Linked DNA regions of Canis lupus: region 1 is linked to region 2. The links are chromatin contacts, called in public Hi-C maps. All regions are on one chromosome and are shown on one strand. The core of a region is the stretch at or near the end of the contact, and the rest is flanking DNA. Distances in the headings are between cores, read along the strand shown.

Region 1 (5,879 bases), core at 878-3,377, 150 kb after region 2:
TCTCTCTTTCTGTCTTTCATGAATGAATAAATAAAATCTTGAAGAAATAAATTAATGAATCACAAATCTAAAAAATATAAAATATTTAGAGATAACTGTCATAGTCAGCTGTTACATTTTTACACTTTATTTTCTTTTTCTTAAAAAAAAAAAACCAATGCTCTACAAACGTATTTTTAATTTAGTAAAAAAAAAAAAAGGAGAAGGAGAGGAAGAAGGACAAGGACAAGGAAAGGAAGAAGGAGAAGGAGAGGGAGGAGAAGGAGAAGAAGGAGACGAAGAAGGAGAAGGAGAGGAAGAAGGAGGAGGAGAGGGAGAAGGAGGAGGAGGAGGACAAGGAGAGGAAGAAGGAGACAAAGAAGGAGAAGGAGAAGGAGAGGGAGGAGAGGGAGAAGAAGGAGGAGAAGGAGAGGGAGAAGGACAAGGAGAGGAAGAAGGACAAGGACAAGGAGAGGAAGAAGAAGGAGAGGAAGAAGGAGAAGGAGAGGGAGGAGAGGGAGAAGAAGGGGGAGAAGGACAAGGACAAGGAGAGGAAGAAGGAGAAGGACAAAGAGGAAGAAGGAGAGGAAGGAGAAGAAAGGAGAAAGAAAGAAATTAGAAGAAGAAAGAAGAAGAAGAAAGGAGAAGAAAGAAGAAGGAGAAAGAAGAAGAAAAGAAAAGTTCATTTCTGAAACCACATGTCCTCGGAGAAGATCTATAGCGTCTCTGGCGACTCTGAACACTCGGCTGGCCTGGCGTGGAGCGCGCGGCGGGGCCCCAGGGCGCGGGGCGGGGGGCGGGGCGGGGCCACCCGGGGGCCCGCCCCGGGGTCGCGGGGTCCTCCCCGCAGCGAGGAGGCGACCCGGGGGCCGCAGCAGTTCCCACCTGCCGACGACAGGCTTTGCAGAAAAAGTCAGACCGGTTTGACAGCTATCACCGCCCCCAAAAAGATTAGGGTGGCCGTAATTTTAGATGCTCCGCTGGCTGGGAAAACTTCAAAAACCGGCCCGGAGCTTCAGGAGAGCCCGTGGCACCTCCAAACACCTGCGCGCCTCATGCTCGCGACACTTGCACACCCAGGATCCGCTCGTCTACGCCGCACGCTCGGTTCGCGAGGCGCTGCCCGCCGCGGAGAGCCTCGCTCGCTCCTCGCGCCGGGGAGCCCCGGGGTCCCCGCAGCGGAGTCCAGGGGGGCGCGGAGGTCGCGCCTCGGCCCCGCTCGCTCCGTGACGCCGGCTCCCGGGGCCCGGGGGACGCGCCTCCGAACCGTCGCCGGGGCTTGGCAGGGCGTCTGCTGCCCCCCGTCGGCGGTCGGGAGAACCGCAGCCCGCGGCCCGGTTAGAGTCCCCGGGAAGAGGCCTCCCGCGGCAGAGAATATTCCAGGACTACGCAGCGGCGAAGCGACGCCCGCCCAGCCCGCTCTCCGCGCTCCGCTCCGCCCGCCGCGTCTCAGCGCGGGGTTCGCCCCGGGGGCAGCCTGTGGCCCCGCGAGGGGACCCGACGCGGCGCGGCGCGGGGCCCGGGGCGCGGGTGCAGGCGGGCCGGGCGGGGTGCGGGTGCGGGTGCGAGACGGCGCGTGGGCTTCCATCCGCCCCTTCGGCAACACGTCATCCTCCGGGGGAGCCCAGGTCCTCAGCGGGGGAGCCTGTTCACCGAGCTCGGCGTCGCGGGCTCCCAGGCCCCCGAAGCACCTGCCCCCCGCCCTCCCCCCCCCGTAGCACCGGCGACACACGCAGAAGTGACAAAGGCCACCTCTGCTGTGCCCAGGAGGGGCCTCCCGACGCGCGGGGCGACTGCAGCCCCGGTGAGGAGCGCCCGAGCGGGCTCCAGAAAAGTACGACGGACCCCGAGAAGGGGCCCCGGGAAGCCCCGAGCGCCCTCCGGGCCCTGACGCCGGCCTGCGGCCGCGCTCGCCTCCCAGCCCGTCGGTGCCGCGCTCGAGCCCCCTCGGACGCCGCCCGCACCGCCAGCGGCCTGGGGACGCGTGGGCCTCATTGTCACAGACTCAGACTGATTTCATTTTTTTTTTATTTATTATTTTCTCCCAGCCTGCTACCACTCCGCGACGCGCGCGCACACACACTCACACACTCACACGCACTGTCTGGACTTGCTCCCTCGCGTGCACGCCTGCGGCGGCCCCTTCGGGAAGGCGGCAAGACCCAGATGGACGCAAGTGCGTGGGGGAAGGGAGGACGGGGGCCGCCTTCCAGGGAGACTCGGGGCCAGCGGGAGGCCCCTCGGCGGGGGGTCTTCCGGGCGGCCGCGGGGCAGGGCCAGCCGCAGCTCCGGGCGCCCCCACGCCCCGGCGGCGGGAGGGGAGGGGAGGGGAGGGGCCCGGGCCGCTCCCCGCGCTGCGGACGCCGGAGCCCGCGTGGCCGAGCGGCCGCAGGTGCCGCGGGCCCCCCCGCGCGGGAGCCCCCTCCCCTCCCCCCGCCCCTCCCCCCCCGCCGCCCGGGGCTCCGAGGCCCTGCCCCCCCCCCCGGCCTGTGGGCGCGGCGCGCAGCGGGGCGGGAGGCGGCGGGGCTCGGCCACGGTCGCGGCGGCCGCCGGGCTCGGGCGGAAGCGCGGGCTCGGGAGGGGAGGGGCTGCGGCGCCCGGCGAGGCCCAGGGCGCTGCTGCGGCGGATCCCGGGCGGCCCCGGGGCGGGCTCGGCTCGGGAGCCCCGCGTGCTGGGCAGGGGTCGCAGCCACGCGCGCGCCTCCGTCGGGGCGCCTTGCACTTGCACTCGCACTTGCACGCCCGGGCCCCGCCGCCTGCGCCGCCCCGGCCTCCCGGCAAGCCTCGGCTTCCCGGATGGGGCCATGCTTTTCTTCTCGGACAATCGGGGCTCCTCCCCTCGCGGCGATCTTTCTGGGAGGCCACCCCCGCGGATCCCGAGGCGACCCCCCGCCCAGCAGCCCGGGGAGCCGCAGGCTGCGCGCCCAACGCCGAGGCGCGGCCCACGAGCGGGAGCGGCCGCGAGCCGGGGGCGCGGGGCTGGAAGTTGGCGCCGCGCCTGCCTGCCAGGGCCCTGCTCCTCGGGCGCTCCGAAAGTTGCCGCGTCCTGTCTTGCGCCCGGTCCACACACGAAGCGGGGATGAAGGAAACCGTCCGTCCTAACGGCAGTGACTGAGCCTCGGGGCGGCGGCGAGATGCGGTGCGCACAGATGCACGCCCGGGCACAGTCCTCGGACCGCGCGGCGAGCGGCCGGCTGGAGCGCGGCGGCCTGGAGACTGCTCCCCGCCTCTCGCAGCGCACCCCCTCTAGTGGGACTTTCATCATTTAATTATTTTCTTAATTATCGTGAGGCTCGCAGTAAGCATAGGGCGAAGATTGAGCAGAACACTCCAACTCTCTTTATCCTTCTTGGGAAAGTAATTCCTGGGCTAACGAACAATTTCAGATTTCAGGCTACAGGAAAAAGTTGCTTTAAAAAAAAAAAATTTAAGTTCTACTTCCGTTATTTACTCCGCAGATACTCCTGAGCACCTACCCCAACACCAACTCCCCACCGCCACTGCAAACACACACCATACAGACGTACCCTGGGCTATACAAGTGATAATCTATGACATCTGTTGAATGCTTAGTTTGATACAGGTAATCTATACTTGTTGTTTTAAAAGCATTATATCAAAAAATAAATAAGGAAAAGCATCATATAATTTTAACCTGCCAGGGACAATAGAACGTAGGTACTGTTATTGTTAGCCCTGCCTTGAAAATGAGAAAAAGGAGATATTGCAGAACGGAAGTAACTTTCTCAGGGTCGCCCGGGGTAAGTAAGTGGCAGAGGTTAAATCCAGCCACTCTGATGCCAAGTCCACAGGCCCAACCAATGACACTCCATCCTCCAGTGGCATCTGGGAATCGGCATATTTTTGAACCACCTCGAGTGAATCTGATGCAAAGTAGAACTTGAGAAGCACTGATATAATCACACTCCCTCATTTTCCTGATCGGAAAACAGATTCAAAGAAATGATTTGTCTGAAGACACAGGATTAATTAATTGCAGAATGAGATCCAGAGAGCCACCTCCTGGTTCCTTGCCCTAAGTCCTTTCTACCACCCAAACCACACAGGCTCAGTCCAGGAGGAGTCAAGGAATGTAAATAATTTAACAGTTAGAATGAATGTACAGTAAAATCTTGATTATCCTTAGCTTCCTCTTCTAATTGCCTGCCTTCTGGAAATTTGACTGCTGTAGTTCCTCTCCCAGAGGGAGAGAGAAACCAGGTGAAACTCAATTATTTCATTTCTGCTTATGTTAAGACATGTCTGGTAAGACAACTCTAATATTAAAAATAAAAGGGGGGGGACCTACAGAGGTTTGGTGACAGAAAAGGCTAAAACAAGTTCCTAAAATAAGACCTGCAGATGATCCCCGGGTTTTTGTTTTCCATACTACCAATAACTCCCACTGCTGTCATGAGGCCTAAAGAGGAGAAGCAGCAAATGCATGCCCCCCCATCTTAATGCTGCCATCCCTCTACTTGTCCTGCACAGCCATATCTAGCCCATTGTTGACATTTGAGAAGTAGAAAAAAGGAGAAGGAAGTAAATGAAGAAAGTATGATGAATTAGTCTAGAGCGATTTCTTTGTTTTGGAGAGTAGAAGGGTTCTAGGGCTAAGAAGAAATATCTGGGCTGCCTGCTATTCCTCCCATCCTCAGCCTCAAGCACTGAGCAGGGACAGTCCTACACTGTCATTAAACAAATAGATTTGGGCTTGCTTAGAACAACCCAACTTGTACTTCTTTTTTAAAAAATCGTTGGGGTGCCTGGGTGGCTCAGTCAGTTAAGGGTCTGACTCTTGATTTCGGCTCAGATCATGATCCCAGGGTCTTGAGAGCTAGCCCCGTAGAGTCTGCTTGAGATTCTTTGCCCCTGTCTCCCCCCGCCCCACGCCTGCTTATGCTCTCTCTTTCTCTCTGTCTCAAATAACTAAATAAGACCTCTTAAAAAATAGTTTCCTTTGTAATCTCTTGAATCATAGGGATGTTGAGAGGCTGTGCAAGTACCATGGGGACTGCTGCTTTTTCTTAACTGTGACCAAATTATTTCCTTATTTAAAAACCACTTGCTGATTCCCCATCAACCCTATGCAATACAATTTGACTCCTTAACAAGGCAAACATAATATTACATGATTTTCTCTGACTGGTTGGGCTGGGACAGAAGAAGGGAGGAAACTAAGTCAATTTGGTTTCTGGGAAGAAAGAACTGAAAAAAAAAAAAAATGAGGGGTAATCTCCTGGTGTGGGGAGGAGGAGGATGTGAGGATGAGCTGGGCATATCCACTAGCCTCAACGCAGAAGTCAGTCTGCTACCCTATCCACAACTCCGTCTCCTGCCTTTGTGTTCTTGCATTATGCTCATCCTTTCCGTGGAATTCTTTTCCCTCTTGTTCCCTTAGTAAATGCCTGTTTATTGCTCCAAACCCTGTTCAGATAGCACACACCTATGAATTATTTCCTAATCCTAGGTTAACATCCCGCCCCCCCCAAAGCAACAATCTCTTGCTCTTACAGGAGGCCACTTCTGTTCTTCTGTTTCCTCTATTATGGCACATAGTCTGTGTAATCACTTTTTTCTATGTCCTTCTTTTCTGTTAAATTGGAGGTCCTCGGGAATCTATGTAAATTTTGTTTAGTATTATTAGAAAAGTTGGGTGTCACAGGATTAACATATTTTTAAGTAGAATATTATTTACATTTTGAACCAGTCTGCTCAGTATGTTTAAAGCAGTAGGCCCATTTGTTACATAGTACAGAATGTCCAAAAAATCTGGAGAGGAAAACATTTGTATTTATTATACTTTTTTTTTCTTCAGATTACCCTATTACTTTTTTTTTTTTTTTTTTTTTTTTTTTACCCTATTACTTTAAATATAGAGGTACTTAAACTAAAAAGTT
Region 2 (5,633 bases), core at 595-3,094:
AGGACAAGCCTCAGGGTTTTTGTGCTTGGAAAGGGTGAGGGCAAAGGAACAATTAACCAAACACACTTCCACAAAGGTAGGTAGAGAAATAAGGTTGTTTTTGCAAGAAAGTCTGCAGGCCCAGAATCAAGTAAAAAAGTGAGGCTTTGTTTTCTGAGTATGGGGTAGAGAATAGCAAAATCGAAGCCAGATAGAGTTTGGGGCGCCTGGGTGGTTCAATGGGTTAAGCATCTGCCTTCAGCTCAGGTCATGATCCCAGAGTCCTCGGATCAAGCCCTGTGTTGGGCTCCCTGCTCTGTAGGGAGTCTGCTTCTCCTCCCTCTGCTCCTCCCCCTGTTTGTGTGCTCTCTCTCTCTCTCAAATAAATAAATGAAATCTTAAAAAAAAAAAAAGATAAAAGCGTTATGGGAAGGAATAGTCGTGTCCTCTCTCTTCACATTTTTCCAGCCAATTTGCTCTAAACAGACAGCTCAAATGTGGACTCTGATCGAAATTGTAACGGAGACAGACAGAAATGTAAGGGGAAGCAGTTGAAGGCCATAAACAATCTTTAATTTTTTTTTTCTTGTTAACAGGTGTCAGCTAAGATCTTCCTTGGCAGAAACTAACTCTAAATGTAGGAAGGACCACTACAGCTCAAGCTGTATGATATGTGTCTTATTGTATTTTTTGAAGTCTAAGAGCCACATAATTACATTCAGCATCAGTTTACAAAAAGAAAAATTGTTACATCCTGACTTCTGAACAAATATGGAAAAACAGCAAAGTGGATTTCAACGTGTTTTATGTTTTCAGGGAGCTGTTCTATTAAACCAACCAGTTAACAGACTGCTGATAAAATGAACCAACAAAAGCAATAGGGAATTTAATTGCAGAATTTTATTTTGCTTTTATGAGTCTCAAGATTATTTACGTAGGAGAGAATGATGCGTATAAAGAGACACCTTCCAGGTTTGTATTATACTCACCCCAAAATTAATGAAAAGCTCTGAGCAAGAACTAGGTTATGTGTTCATCCTGAACCCAGAAAAAATGATAAAAATCTCCTGTGAGATTTTGTTTCTAACTCCATAGTCTCAAGTCAGGAAAAAAATAAAATAGATACATATATAGAGAAAAGGAGAGGCTATTTTCTGTCGGTATAATTAAGGTATTAAAGGGACTTTCACTAGGAAGTTTAAATCAAATCTAAATTGTTGATAGACAAGTATATATAAAGCATTTTTTAGTAGGGAGTAGTAAGGAGGAGTAGCAGGGGAGAGGGAGACAGAGACTTAAGCAGGCTCTGTGCTCCAGTGCAGAGCCTGATGCAGGGCTCAAGCTCAAGACCCTGAGATCATGACCTGAGCTGAAATCAAGAGTCAGAGTCTTAACTGAATGAGTCACCCAGGCACCCCTAAATCATTTTGTTATTTATATTTATTCATGGCTTCTGAAAAATGTATGCAAGTAATATAATTCAGGTAAAATTAGAAATAATAACATTTGCAGTAAATCACTTAAATCTTAGCTTCTATTAACCATAAAGATACAAATGGTGCTGTAAAAAGTGTGATTTCTGGGAACTACAAAGAAAGCTTTGGGATATGTCAGAACTGGAAGTGAAATAGACTCAGATGTGATGCTTAACTCTGCCCCTTTTTGACTGTGTAGCCATAAATAATTTCCTTGGTTCCTCTGAGCCTCATTTCTTTATCTGTAAGGTGTAAATAACACCTTCCTTTTTTTGTTCTGCATATAACTTACATGTCTTCTCTTCATTCATTTGTTCTAAGATAGTGTGACAGACACTGACTAAATGTTTTCAAACCCCATTTCCTATTTCTGACAGTGAAACTACATTTCCCAGCAGCCATGCACCTTGGTGGCTCATGTGACCTTCTCTCCAATAGGACATGAGTAGACGTGCTGTAGCTCATCCAGTCTAAGGCAGTTTCTTTTCCCATCACAATTCATGTGCTTTAATCAGTTTCTTTGCATTCTAATATCATATTACAGGTACTTTAACAAATAATGCATTCATTAATGTAATCCTTATTTTTTAATTTAAAATTGCCTTTGATGTTCTTAAAGTTGTATTCTATGACTGATAACATTCAAATTGATAAGATTTTCATTGAAAAAAAAATGAAAAGAGAACAACATCTAAGCCAAATGGGACACAGGGACAGCAGTGTGAATCAGGACTTTTCCGGGCAAACCAGAAAAATATCTACAATCTAACCAGAGACCAGAGAGAGAACGAGATGGAGAGACAAATAGATATATTGATTTCCTACACACATGTCAACCCTTCCTCCGACCTGAAAGATATCATGTTTTTAATGATGAAACATTTGCAGCAAAAAGTAAGAGGCATCAATTATGAGAAAACAAATGATAATTTCATATCAAACCACTGTTGACTTTGGATGTGTTTTTTTCGGTCTACCAATTGCAATACTATCCCTATTTTACTTTTTAAGAAATCAATAAATGTCCTATTTCCAGCATTTTATAGCCAACTGTCCTACGAGAAAAGCAAAACTGCTAAATAAAATTCCAAACAGACAGGGGGAAAAAAAAATCACATACCTGAGGAATAGATTTACACTCACCCACAGAATAACGAACGATGGGTTTTAGAGGAGATAATGTCCCAACACTAAATTCACTCCTCTTAAATGTAAGCTCTCTCCAGAATAATTACAAGACCACATTGGAGAACCATTGCAAGTTAAAGAAAGAAGAAATTTAGGGACAATTACTATTTTTTTTTTTTTTTTTTACTCTTCAGGGACAAAATTCTTCCAGTTTAAGTGGAACAGATCTTCCCTCAATCACATCCTCAGCTCCTCCTGAGGTTACAAGGTCACAAACACTCTCGAGAAGATCCACATCAACATAGTCTAATGGTTACTCAGCTTCATAGAACCAGGTCAGGAAGAAAAAGATAAGTTCTAACGATTCATTGAAATTATCTTTGAATTCAGAATTTGTTTTCTCATAGCAGGAATTATTTTTCTCAAGAACCACAAGAGGGAGTACTCTTACTTCTCTGTCACAATCCATCTAACACCAAATAGATGCATATTATCCTTATGCTTGTCTAAAAATGATAAGACATATTATTAAACACTAGGGAATCTTCTTCTTTATTCATCTAAAATTCAAGTGATTATCTGCTTGTCTTTCATTGATTCATATTTATTATAACCAGTATATTTTCTTAGCCACTCATGATAAAGGGAAAACAATATTTCATGCTGATTCTTTCTCTCATGTTTATTATCTTGAAATTGTGAAAGAAGATTTCCTTCTCGGATTGTGTTCAGCAAGTGCAAGATAGCAATGCCAATTCTCCTTAATTAGGAGGAAAGTTATCTAAAAATAATAATACTATTGCTTTGAGCTGAAACCATAAACACGATTCTGTCAATTATCATCATACATGTGCACATAAGATAATGAGGTGGTGACTAATACTTTCTTCAATAGCCAACAAGTAGTGAGAATCATGAAACTACTGGCCTTATGTAAGATACCACTTTGTATTAGCAAAAGTAATGAACACCAACTACTAAAATGAGCAACCCAAAATATCCCTGGACTCACATACACACACACACACACACAGAGTTTATCTCCTACTCAAGTCACTGTCTGATGGGAGTTGGGTGACTAGCCTGGGCTGCTCTCTTCCAAACGATGACTCAAGAATTTAGATTCTTCCTATTGTGTGATTCCATCATCTTCCCACTGAACTGTCTCTTGACTAACAAGCAAAGAGTGGAATAATTTTGAGAAAGAGAGCTGGAAGTGGTATACTTCACTTCTGCCCCCTAATCTTTCTCTAGGGCTCAGTCTATAACCAATTTAATTGCAGGAGGAGCTAAAAAGTGAGGCTTCCTGTGAGCCTGGAAAGAGGACATAGAATCACTGAGATTCTAGACCAGAAGTTTTGAACATGTGGCCCATGGGCTGTCAAAGGTCTGTTGGCTTGGATGCAAAATAAATTCTGTCCTAACCTCTACTTGAAATTTAGCATATACCCTTCAATTATATGTAGGTGTAGTAGATGCTTCTTGTCTTCAAAGGCATATCCCATCTGATTTCAGTGTAGCTGACATAAACAATTCCATCCATATTGTCAGCATCTCTCCTCAAGTATGACATCTCTTTGTTTTTCTGCCTCAGGAATTTCTCTGAAGTCTTGGAAGGTCACGTAGATGCTCAGTAGATACAAAAGTGCAGAAGTGTTAATAACCATGGGAACAGCCCTCAAACAATGTTGAATAAGAGTTGTTAGGTAAGCAGGCTGGACATTAGTTCATTAGTGAGATAATTCTGAGGCATAGTCTACAAAGTTCTTCAACACTCACAAATCTACAAAGTTCTTCAGCACTCAAAAGGATCAAGTCCCAGCACTTCTCAGCAACAACCTGCTCAATAATATGCCCTTTGTTGGCTTTTCTTTCTCCCCCTCTCTCACTTCAGTTTCCTGGGTCTATCTTCCAAATAAACTACATGCACTGAGTCATTGTCTCAGGCTCTGCATTCATGAAAACCAATTTAAGAGTTGGAATGGGAGGTGGCTCCAGAAAACAGCCCCTCAGGATAGGATTTTGACCTGAATCACCCAATAGTCAGATAGCAACCATTGCATGAGGTAAGTGTGGGAGGGAAGTTACCTCCTACTGTGCTGTGGCATCACAGTGACTAAGACTCTCATATATGGTATGTTGCAAGGAGGTGCAGGTAAAGGGCAAAACATTAGCATATGAAATATCTCTAATACTTGAATGGTATGGGGCAAATGTAATTAAAAGAATGGAAAGCATTGGTGGATGGATTCTGTTAACTGCCTTAGAAGTCTTGAAAAAAGGTTGTTTTCTATTAAAAAGTATTTTCAAGGGACACCTGGGTGGCTCAGTGGTTGAGCACCTGCCTTTGGCTCAGGGCATGATCCTAGGGTCCTGTGATTGAGTCCCAGGATTGAGTCCCAAGATCAAGAACCAGGATTGAGTCCTGCATTGGGCTTCCCACGGGGAACCTGCTTCTCCCTCTGCCTATGTCTCTGCCTCTCTCTGTGTGTCTCTTATGAATAAATAAATAAATAAAAATCTTTAAAGAAAATAAAAAATAAAAGTCTTTTCAAGGTGTTCAGCTTTCATTAACTCTCTACCTGAGATTCCAAAGCAATTCCTGTATGTTTTAGGGTTTATTTTTTGTATAATAGCAGCATCTCCAGCAGCACTTCCAGGTACCCAATACCAAAATCTATTCCACTTATCTATTGCTAGATAATAAAAAACCCAAAATATGCACGCTAATTTTGCTTAAATATCAACAATTCAGGAAGGACTCGGGACAGTTTATCTATGCTCCACTCAGCTTTGACTGCAGTAGTTTGAAGGCTGGGAACTAAAATCATCTGAAGTCTTGCTCATTCGGATATCTTTTGACATCAACATTCTGGAGATATACTGGACTCTTGGCTGTGAGTATCAGTTAAAACACCTACATATGTTCTCTGTAAGTGACCTCACAATATGGTAGCAGATTTCCAAATGTGAGTTCTTAAAAAAAGAGAGCCTTATGGAAGCTGTATTGCCTTTTCTATATGACCCGTTTGTTAGCTGCAAGTCACTAAA

What was found. A called contact is a pair of places that touch in the nucleus more often than the background predicts.
Region 1: a contact with region 2 is called in a Hi-C map of blood, with 1.7 times the contacts expected there. The contact joins two enhancer-like sites.

What each region holds. Positions count from the first base shown.
Region 1 is chr33:13,257,859-13,263,737 of UU_Cfam_GSD_1.0, forward strand. No RefSeq gene overlaps it. Among named protein-coding and RNA genes, the nearest start is that of CCDC54, 63 kb to the left of the region's middle. Within about 2 kb of position 2,128, at least 16 of the 20 cell types and tissues checked have an H3K27ac peak or open chromatin away from gene starts, as enhancers often do. A contact at or near this core is called in blood, where this site is marked.
Region 2 is chr33:13,110,822-13,116,454 of UU_Cfam_GSD_1.0, forward strand. No RefSeq gene overlaps it. Among named protein-coding and RNA genes, the nearest start is that of CCDC54, 84 kb to the right of the region's middle. Within about 2 kb of position 1,845, at least 3 of the 20 cell types and tissues checked have an H3K27ac peak or open chromatin away from gene starts, as enhancers often do. A contact at or near this core is called in blood, where this site is marked.